Regions from separate parts of the Mus musculus genome. Here all the other regions are linked to region 2. A link is a contact called in public promoter capture Hi-C data. All regions are on one chromosome and are shown on one strand. Each heading gives the region's core, a stretch centred on a gene start, on an enhancer-like site or on the middle of the called end of the contact. The rest is flanking DNA. Distances are from core to core; before and after follow the strand shown.

Region 1 (2,700 bases), core at 158-2,657, 190 kb after region 2:
AATGAAGGCCCAGGACTGAAGGGGTCATGCAGTGTTTTGGAGATGCCAGTACCATGAGATGACCACCAAGAGCAGCAGCAGCAGTGGAGTACAGGCATCTGGAGCCTAGAGGATGATGTGTGTGCTACAAAGGGCCTGGCTGGAGAAGTGACCCAAGCCCTTGGAGGAGCCCAGAAGATTGTGAGTTGGATCCCAGACATTGGACGGTTGGAGATTGACTTTTGCTTTTGATTGTGACTGTGCCCTGATATTTTCCCTCTTGAAGGAAGAAACTGTTTTAGTGGAGCCCACAGTTAAGAGACTTTTAATTGTAAAAAGACTTTGGATTTTAAAAGAGATGGATATTTTAAAGAGATTGAAATTTTAAGAATATGTAAAGACTGTGGGACTTTTAAAGTTATTTAGAATGGGGATGAATAAGATTGTAAGAGTTGAGGCTTACTAGTGATGTGTTTGTGTGTCAAGTTGACAAGGGGTCAATTGTACTGGCTAGTTTTGTGTCAACTTGACACAGCTGGAGTTATCACAGAGAAAGGAGCTTCATTTGAGGAAATGCCTCCATGAGATGCAATTGTAAGGCATTTTCTCAATTAGTGATCAAGGGGGAAAGGCCCCTTGTGGGTGGGACCATCTCAGGGCTGGTAGTCTTGGTTCTATAAGAAAGCAGGCTGAGCAAGCCAGGTGAGGCAAGCCAGTAAAGAACATCCCTCCATGGCCTCTGCATCAGCTCCTGCTCCCTGACCTGCTTGAGTTCCAGTCCTGACATCCTTTGGTGATGAACAGCAGCATGGAAGTGTAAGCCGAATAAACCCTTTCCTCCCCAACTTGCTTCTTGGTTATGATGTTTGTGCAGGAATAGAAACCCTGACTAAGACAGTTAGGTTAGGTTGGGTTAGGTTAGGAGACAGAGGCAGGTGGATCTTGTATTTCGAGGGCAGCCTGGTCTACAGAGTGAGTTCCAGGACAGCCAAAGGTACACAGAAAAACTGTGTCTTGAAAAACCAGAGAAGCATTTTCTGTTTTTACAGAGGACCTGGGTTTCCCAGCAATTACATGGCAGTTCACAAGTATGTGTGAGTCTTCCTTTTTAAAGTGTCCATATATCTAACACCAGGGCATCCAATGATCTCTTCTGACCTCTAGGATATCAGACTTGCACATGGTGGGCACACACACACACATGCAGGTATGATACTCACATATGTAAAACAAATCCACATAAATCCCCTTTTCAAAAGTCTCATGTTCTCAGTATCTTTGCGCTGTACTCAAATGTAGATTAGCATGGCCTTCTCAAACTGTTCTGCTGAGAAATCAGGACAGTACTCTCCTTTGTACCTTAACTCCCTTGTTCCCAACTGTTGCAAATACGGTGACTATTAATTTGGTCCACGTCCACAGATAGCAAGGGAGAGCACACCAGACTCCGAGTCCGTTCAGACTGCGCACTTCACAGCTGAGACCCAGGGCAGGTAAGTCACTTGATATTTCTGAGTCTGAAGATCTTAGATGTCTTTTAACTACTGCAGGAGGTAGATCATCCGGCACAATGCTACCTGCGTAAAGGTGCTTCGTAAAAATGAAAAACAAAACAAAACTGGCTTTGGTTTGGTTCCTAGAGAGTTTGTGTAGACTCTAGAAGTCTGCTTCCCTTTTGCAACATCCCTAATTTCCCCTCTTCTCAATTCTCCTGGCTGCTACTTCAGCTTCAGGTTTAAGCCCCTCTGGAAATTGAAGTCACTCTGAGTGTGTGACTTCTTTTTCTCATGCTCAGAGCCATTTAAATGGAGGACTGGGTACACTGTTATGCGTGCCTGGAATGACCCAATGAAATTCATTACTGGCTAAAAAACAATCCATAAGAAGATGATGTCGGTAACTTCTTGATTTGGAGAGAGTTTAATCTTTTCACGTTGGATATCACTGGTTAAATGGCCTTTACTTCATATACTGACTATGCTGTTGAGCACACGCATGCTTGCTTAGGATGAAAGATACAACTTCAAACAAGTCAGAAGTGTGAAGGGAACAGCACAGTTGAATCCTCTAAGGGTCTAAGATGAAAGAATCGGACCTTTGTAGGTGGGACTGACCAAGTTTTCTCTCTTTATTCTAGCCATTTCGGTCTGACATGGCGGAAAAACCAACTAACACGTCGGTGCCAATACCTGGCAGTGAAGATCCAGTTGAGTGCATCTTTTGTATATGATATATGCGTTATGCACTTCAATAAGTAGTTTCAAAATGACTGGCTCTAAGTTGATTCAGGTCCTGACAGCTAAAGAGGCTTGCTATCTTTGGGAACAGATCATGAACCTTACTATTGGTTAGATTTAAATGTAAATGGTGGTTTAAACAATTGTCAGAATGTTTCTTGACTTTGTTGGTATGTGTGTGTGTGTGTGTGTGTGTGTGTGTGCCTGCACACGTGTATGCAAAACATTCTCATTTAAAAGCAAAGGAGACTAAATCAAGATTTAAAGTCACTCTAGGGGTGTTTTTAGTTTTGTATCACTATAACAAAGTACTTCATGGATAAAGAGGTGCAGAGACCCACTCACTGTCCCGAGCTATTCATATTGTCCTCAGCCCCTCCCACTGCATCCTTCCTCCCCATTTGGGAAAGCCCAGGAAAGGAAGGAGGCCCTGTTACAGCAGTGTGGGATCTTCCTCTCCCTAAGTCCAGGAGATAATAGCTAA
Region 2 (2,700 bases), core at 197-2,696:
TGATCCCTTTATTACAGTTCCTTATGTTGTAGTGACCAAATATAAAATCATTTTCCCTTCTATTTCAAAACTGTAATCTTGCTACTGTTATAAACCATCATGTGGGCTGGCGAGATGGCTCAGCGGTTAAGAGCACTGACTGCTCTTCCGAAGGTCCGGAGTTCAAATCCCAGCAAACACATGGTGGCTCACAACCACCCATAATGAGATCTGACGCCCTCTTCTGGTGTGTCTGAAGACAGCTACAGTGTACTTCCATATAACAATAAATAAATTTAATAAATAAATAAACCATCAGGTAAACATTTTTTGGAGCCGAAGGAGTAGCAACCCACAGGTTTAGACCAAGGGGTCTCCCTAGCCTAGTTAACATCTGAATTAACATTTCAGGCTGGGGGAGGGAGAGGGGGATGCTGGTGCTGAAGTAGAGTGTCCTTGCAACCCACTGCTGACAACCTGAGTTTGAGCCTTAGAAAGATCAACAACCAACTCCCATAAAGTGCCCTGTGACCTTCACACAGGCTCCCAGATGGGACATCTGGAATCTTGATGCTGTCAAGAATTTCCTACTTCGTGTGGACAGGAGATGGCTCAATGGAGCAGCAGTTCTCAACTTGTGGGTCAGGACCCTTTCACAGGGCTCGCCTAAGACCAAACTTACAAAATTACAGTTACAATGTAGCAAAAAAAAAAATTTTTTTTAATGATCAGGGGTCACCACCACAACAACAAAAGGATCGCAGCATTAGGAATGTTGATACCCCTTGTAGTAGCGTAATTACAACTAAGGGTTAGCTATCCTGGACCCAAAAGGTGGAAAGAGAGAATTCTAAAATTCTCGAACCTCCACACACAAATAACGAGTAATTTTCTTTTATCCTTTTTTTCCCCCCTTCTATAAACCTTTAAACTCTGTAATCCCATCCCCAGAGAAGCAGAGTCAGGAAAATCAAGGAAGGCTATCCAGGACTTATGAAGTCCAAAGCTAGCCTGACAGAATCAAAAACACAGTAAGAACAAAACAAAACAAAACAAAAAAACACCCCCAAGAGCTTGACACCTATCACCATTCATTCTTTCCTCACCTCCTCTTAGACTATGCCCTCGACAGCCCTTCCCCCAACCTGTCTAGGGAAAATGTCACATTTCAGAGTCCTCTCCCGGAGTGCACAGAGCGTGTCCCCGTTCTCCGGGAGTCCTCCCCTGGTAGCGGATCCCTTTCGGCTCCCTCCATCTCACCCTCGGCTTCGCAGCTCTTAAGCTACAGAACCTCGTCCTGGCCGCCCGCGCTTTGTCCCCAGTCCCGAGGGTCTCACCCGGCCAGAAGGGTCACGCGGGAAGTGCGGATTCGGCTTCCACGTGGCATCCTCGGTGTCTGCACCTTAAGCGTCCAGACACAACAAACTCGGGAACGCCCACGGGCGTCCAGCAAGGAGGGAGGAAGGTGGGAGGTGGAACCTCCGCACGTAGCCAATTAGAGCCCAGGAGAAGCACGATCGCTGAAAGTTATTGGACGAACCAGACATCAGTAACTGGCAATGCGGTGCCACTGCGTACCACGCCGGGAAGTTGCTTGGCGACGAGGCGCTGTAGCTAATGGGAAGTTCCTGAGGTTGCTCTCTCAAATCTTGTCCTTCGGTTCTGAGATGTATGGTTAGTTTTTTTCTTTCGATGGACCACTGGATTCCTCCACTGCCAGGCTGCCCTTTGATTTTGAGACCCTTCTGCCTCAGCATCTCAAGTGAACTGGCATCTCAAGTGAATTACCCGCATGTGCTGCCACGCCCACTGTGTTAACACGTGTTAAACCTGAAAATTGAGTGGATGAAGACTAAACTCTATTGTCTAATCAAAAGCAAGCTTTATTTTAGAGGTGCATCCAGCATCAGGACTGGATATCCGGCTGTTTTATCCTAAGTTGGGATTTTAGAGAACAGGCCCTTACTGGCCTTTTGGGATTCCTTTTATGGCGGAGCGATAAAAGATTAATAGAAAACAGATGTAAGCATGTTTACAGGGCCTAGAGTATTGACTGTTAGAGATTGTTAGAAAAATACAATGAAACAGGAAGACAAGGATATATATCATATAAATGAGGTCTTTCCCCCCCCCCCCCCAGATTACATCAGATTTAGGAAGCAAACTTAGATAGAACCCTAGTTTCGTAAGTATAGGGGCTTAACACACTGGGTTCCTTAATTTGCAAGGTATGGGTACTTAATACAATGTGGTCCTTAATTTCGAAGGTATATGGGTTTGACACATTGCACCCTTTGATTTATGGTCTCATAGTCTCATCTTGGCCTGATTAACTCTTTCAAATCTTTGACAAGAGAGCAAGCATTGCTTGATGTTGTAGTCGGGGGAACAGGATTCTGGTATTGAGTATCTGGAGGGTGATTAGGTTAATATTGCACCAAAAACACAGAGCGCAAGTATTATGATTGATAGTAGAACCATCAGGGGGCCAATGAAGGGTGAGAAACATCTTAGCCAGGAGGGCCAATCAACATGTGCCTTGGAGATATTATTTCTCAATGTAAGTTATCGATTAGGTTATCGATGGTGTTAGAGAAATCTGATATGTTAACACATTTCAGGGAACTGTTGACATCCAAGATTATGTGTGATCAACTGAAAGACTACGGTAGCTCTATTTTGTAGGATTGTCATTCTTAACTCTCTAATTTCTCGGTTAAT
Region 3 (2,700 bases), core at 102-2,601, 250 kb before region 2:
CGGGACTGGACAGCTGGCCTACAGTCTGTGGGATTGTGTGTCCTGTCACTCAAACCACAACTTCTGCCCAATGACAGTGCACAAAAAAAAGTGTCACCGCCGTGTTGGCCCTTTTCCCTGACTGCAGAGTTATGTCTAGAATTTTGCTTATGTTCACAAGTTTCCCACGATGCTGGCAATTCGGGGATTCTAACCCTACCACAATACTGTCAGCTGCCGGAGAGCCTCACTCAAGCCAGCCCCCTCAGATTGTCGAGTCTCCACATCTGTATCCATCTTCCTATCCATCTCTACATCTGTATTCATCTTCCTATCCATCTCCAGGGTCAGTTCAGGTGCAAAGTGTCACACACAGGAAGGGCTACTAACGAAGCCACTCCATAGCACAATACAGCAACTGATAAATGAAGCCCCTAATCCCTCCATCATCTCTGCTCTGAGTTCAACTCACCATTGCCCTCCTATTTCCCGAATTTATCTCCTGCATGTCCTTGCTCTCGCTGCTTTCTTGACCCCAAATCCTCTACCGTTCACTCTTGTCCATCTAGCAAATAAAATTACCCCATGTGGTAATGGAGATTGTTCACTGCATAACGGCACCTGGATGAGAATTGGTCCACTCAGGTGTGTCCTTTTCTTAAATCATACCAAGGCACCAGATAGGTTAACTGCAGGTAGTTTCTAATGCCACTCCCCCGGCAGCTGGAGGATACACCTGGATAACCCAGGTCCTCCTTTGGATTGTATGGAACATGCTATGTGTTGAGTCCTCGTCTAGTTGATAAAGGTGACATGAAATACAGGAATGGAACTGACATCTGGTAGTACGGGAAGAAGGGACTTGGAGTGCAGGTGACTCGGGGCAGGGAGGATACACCTAGTGTAGGAGTGGCATCAGGGGTGGATAGCTCCTTGGGAGGCTCTCCGCCCAAGGTCAGCTCTGCAAGCACCAGTCTCTCCCTCGCTTCCCATCAGCCCTCCCTTCCCCCATCGCTCGATCCAGGTACCTCCTGGGGCAGCAGGGGCAGCCCGTGCCCCGCTTGCGTGGCCGTAGGAGTGGCCGGCTCCAGGAAGTCGTCTTCGGCTTCGGAGCTGGACATGGCACCGTCCGAGTGACGGCTGTCTGGCTCCCGCCCGGTGACTACCACCATCCCTCTGGCTCTGGGCGGTGGGCGCGGCTTCGGGTAGGCGGGTGGGCGGAGGCCTGAAGAACTAAAGCCAAGCAGTGCCTGACATGACGAGATGGGCCGCCGGCGGGCGCTAGACGCCGAGGACCTGCAAGCAGTTAGGATGTCCTGTGCTGCCCTCCAACAGTCTAACGACCAACGCGCCTACAGTTAGTCGCTGGTCTGACCTGGCTGCCTCCAGCCATTGGCCGAATCTTCGCTGGCTCCGCCCTGATTGTCAGGAGGTTCGCCCAATCACAGAACAAACAATTCGGCCTTAAGCCGTAGTGGCTACAGGCCTACCCAATTCTGATTGGCTCTTGGCTGACAAGCGCGAGCGACGCCTGTCTGCTCCAGGGTTTGGCCGAGGGGAGGTGATCGCCCACTGACGACCTCGATCAGCAACCACCGCGTGGACCCTGCGCTGCAAATCGGAACCAGGCGCTTCTTGCTATTGGCCGAGGTTTCATGAACTCCTGCTATGATTGGCAAGAGCATTGTCCAATTATAGGGTAAACACGTCTGGTTGGGTTTGTTCCATTCTGATTGGCTATCTAACTAACGGGAGCGCTACCTCCCTTGGTCCAGGCCACTTATCTAGGGAAGCGGCTCTCTGCGCATAGCAACCACAGCGCAGGTAGCATCTCTGGCCTCACCCGGTCGCCTCCTACTACTGGCAGTGTCCGATTAGCTCCGCTATGACGGTTAAAGGTCTGATCCAACCATCGAGGTCTCAAACTAGAGTGACAACTGACAACGGCTTGCCGATCAGTCCCATTCTTATAGGCCACCTAAAGGGCACGCGTTCTGCACTTCCGACGTTCAACGACAGCGCTGGTCCCCCGGCGCGGTTCCCGAAAGGACAGACCACCCAATTGCTCCTGCTATTGGCTGTGTCCTCGCTGGCCTCCGCCCCTGATTGGCAGGAAGCCCGCTCATAGGGGCAGCACCGTGGTCCTGCTTTCATTGGCTTTCTGACTAGCAGGCGCGAAGCTCCAGGCCACTCCACTTTATCATCCCGGTCCATGTGTCCTGGGAAAGGGCCCAGGACTGGCTGGTTTGTCTCCATAGCAGCGGGCCAGTGAAAAAAGGCCTAAGCAGGCTGTCCTTGAGGATGTGTTGTGGAGGGCTGAGGGCACCTGCTGTGTAATAGAAATTGAGCACTGCAACACCAATGGCTGGCAAGGACATGGCTGCTGTGCTAGCGCTTTTTCCGTGGACTCACACAGGAAGGAAAACCTTGGTTGCAAATACCTTTAATTGCAGCGACTTGAGAGGTTAGAAGGATTTCTGAGAATTCAACTCTTGTCTCTAGTATAATAAATAATAATAATAAATAATAACGGAACTGAGTATGGTGACTCACGCTGCAATATCAGTACTTGGAAGTCAAGGCCAGCTTCAGCTTCATAACATTGTGAGTCCAAATTGGGTTACATGAGACTGCTAAAAACAAACGCTAAAAATGAAAAAAATTAAATAACCACAGATGAGAAAAGAGAAAACCCCACTCCCAAACAGGGCTCCTCTTCTC

What was found. Capture Hi-C pulls out chosen DNA fragments and counts their contacts.
Region 1: a promoter capture Hi-C map of liver shows a contact between it and region 2. The contact joins the promoter of Septin14 here to the promoter of Zbed5 in region 2. A contact is called at or near these places in 2 of 39 promoter capture datasets (macrophages and pre-B cells), 5 of 484 Hi-C or Micro-C datasets (CD4 T cells, centroblasts, effector CD8 T cells and 2 more), 3 of 115 datasets of contacts at active chromatin or transcription factors (embryonic stem cells, extraembryonic endoderm stem cells and pancreatic cancer cells) and 3 of 9 other capture datasets (adipose tissue, liver and pancreatic islet).
Region 3: a contact with region 2 is called in a promoter capture Hi-C map of adipose tissue. The contact joins the promoter of Kctd7 here to the promoter of Zbed5 in region 2. A contact is called at or near these places in 11 of 39 promoter capture datasets (the 3T3-L1 cell line, the C10 cell line, the HPC-7 cell line and 7 more), 17 of 484 Hi-C or Micro-C datasets (CD4 T cells, CD8 T cells, the G1E-ER4 cell line and 11 more), 8 of 115 datasets of contacts at active chromatin or transcription factors (the 230-238 cell line, astrocytes, bone marrow-derived macrophages and 5 more) and 4 of 9 other capture datasets (adipose tissue, liver, macrophages and 1 more).

What each region holds. Positions count from the first base shown.
Region 1 is chr5:129,703,691-129,706,390 of GRCm38.p6, reverse strand. Septin14 (septin 14) reads left to right here and starts at 1,407. Exons shown (of 10, transcript NM_028826.2): 1 at 1,407-1,472; 2 at 2,117-2,185. The coding sequence starts at 2,132.
Region 2 is chr5:129,894,469-129,897,168 of GRCm38.p6, reverse strand. It overlaps Zbed5 (zinc finger, BED type containing 5), which reads right to left and starts at 1,446. Exons shown (of 4, transcript NM_183088.2): 1 at 1,317-1,446. The coding sequence starts at 1,366.
Region 3 is chr5:130,143,534-130,146,233 of GRCm38.p6, reverse strand. Kctd7 (potassium channel tetramerisation domain containing 7) reads right to left here and starts at 1,351. Exons shown (of 4, transcript NM_172509.4): 1 at 1,008-1,351. The coding sequence starts at 1,151.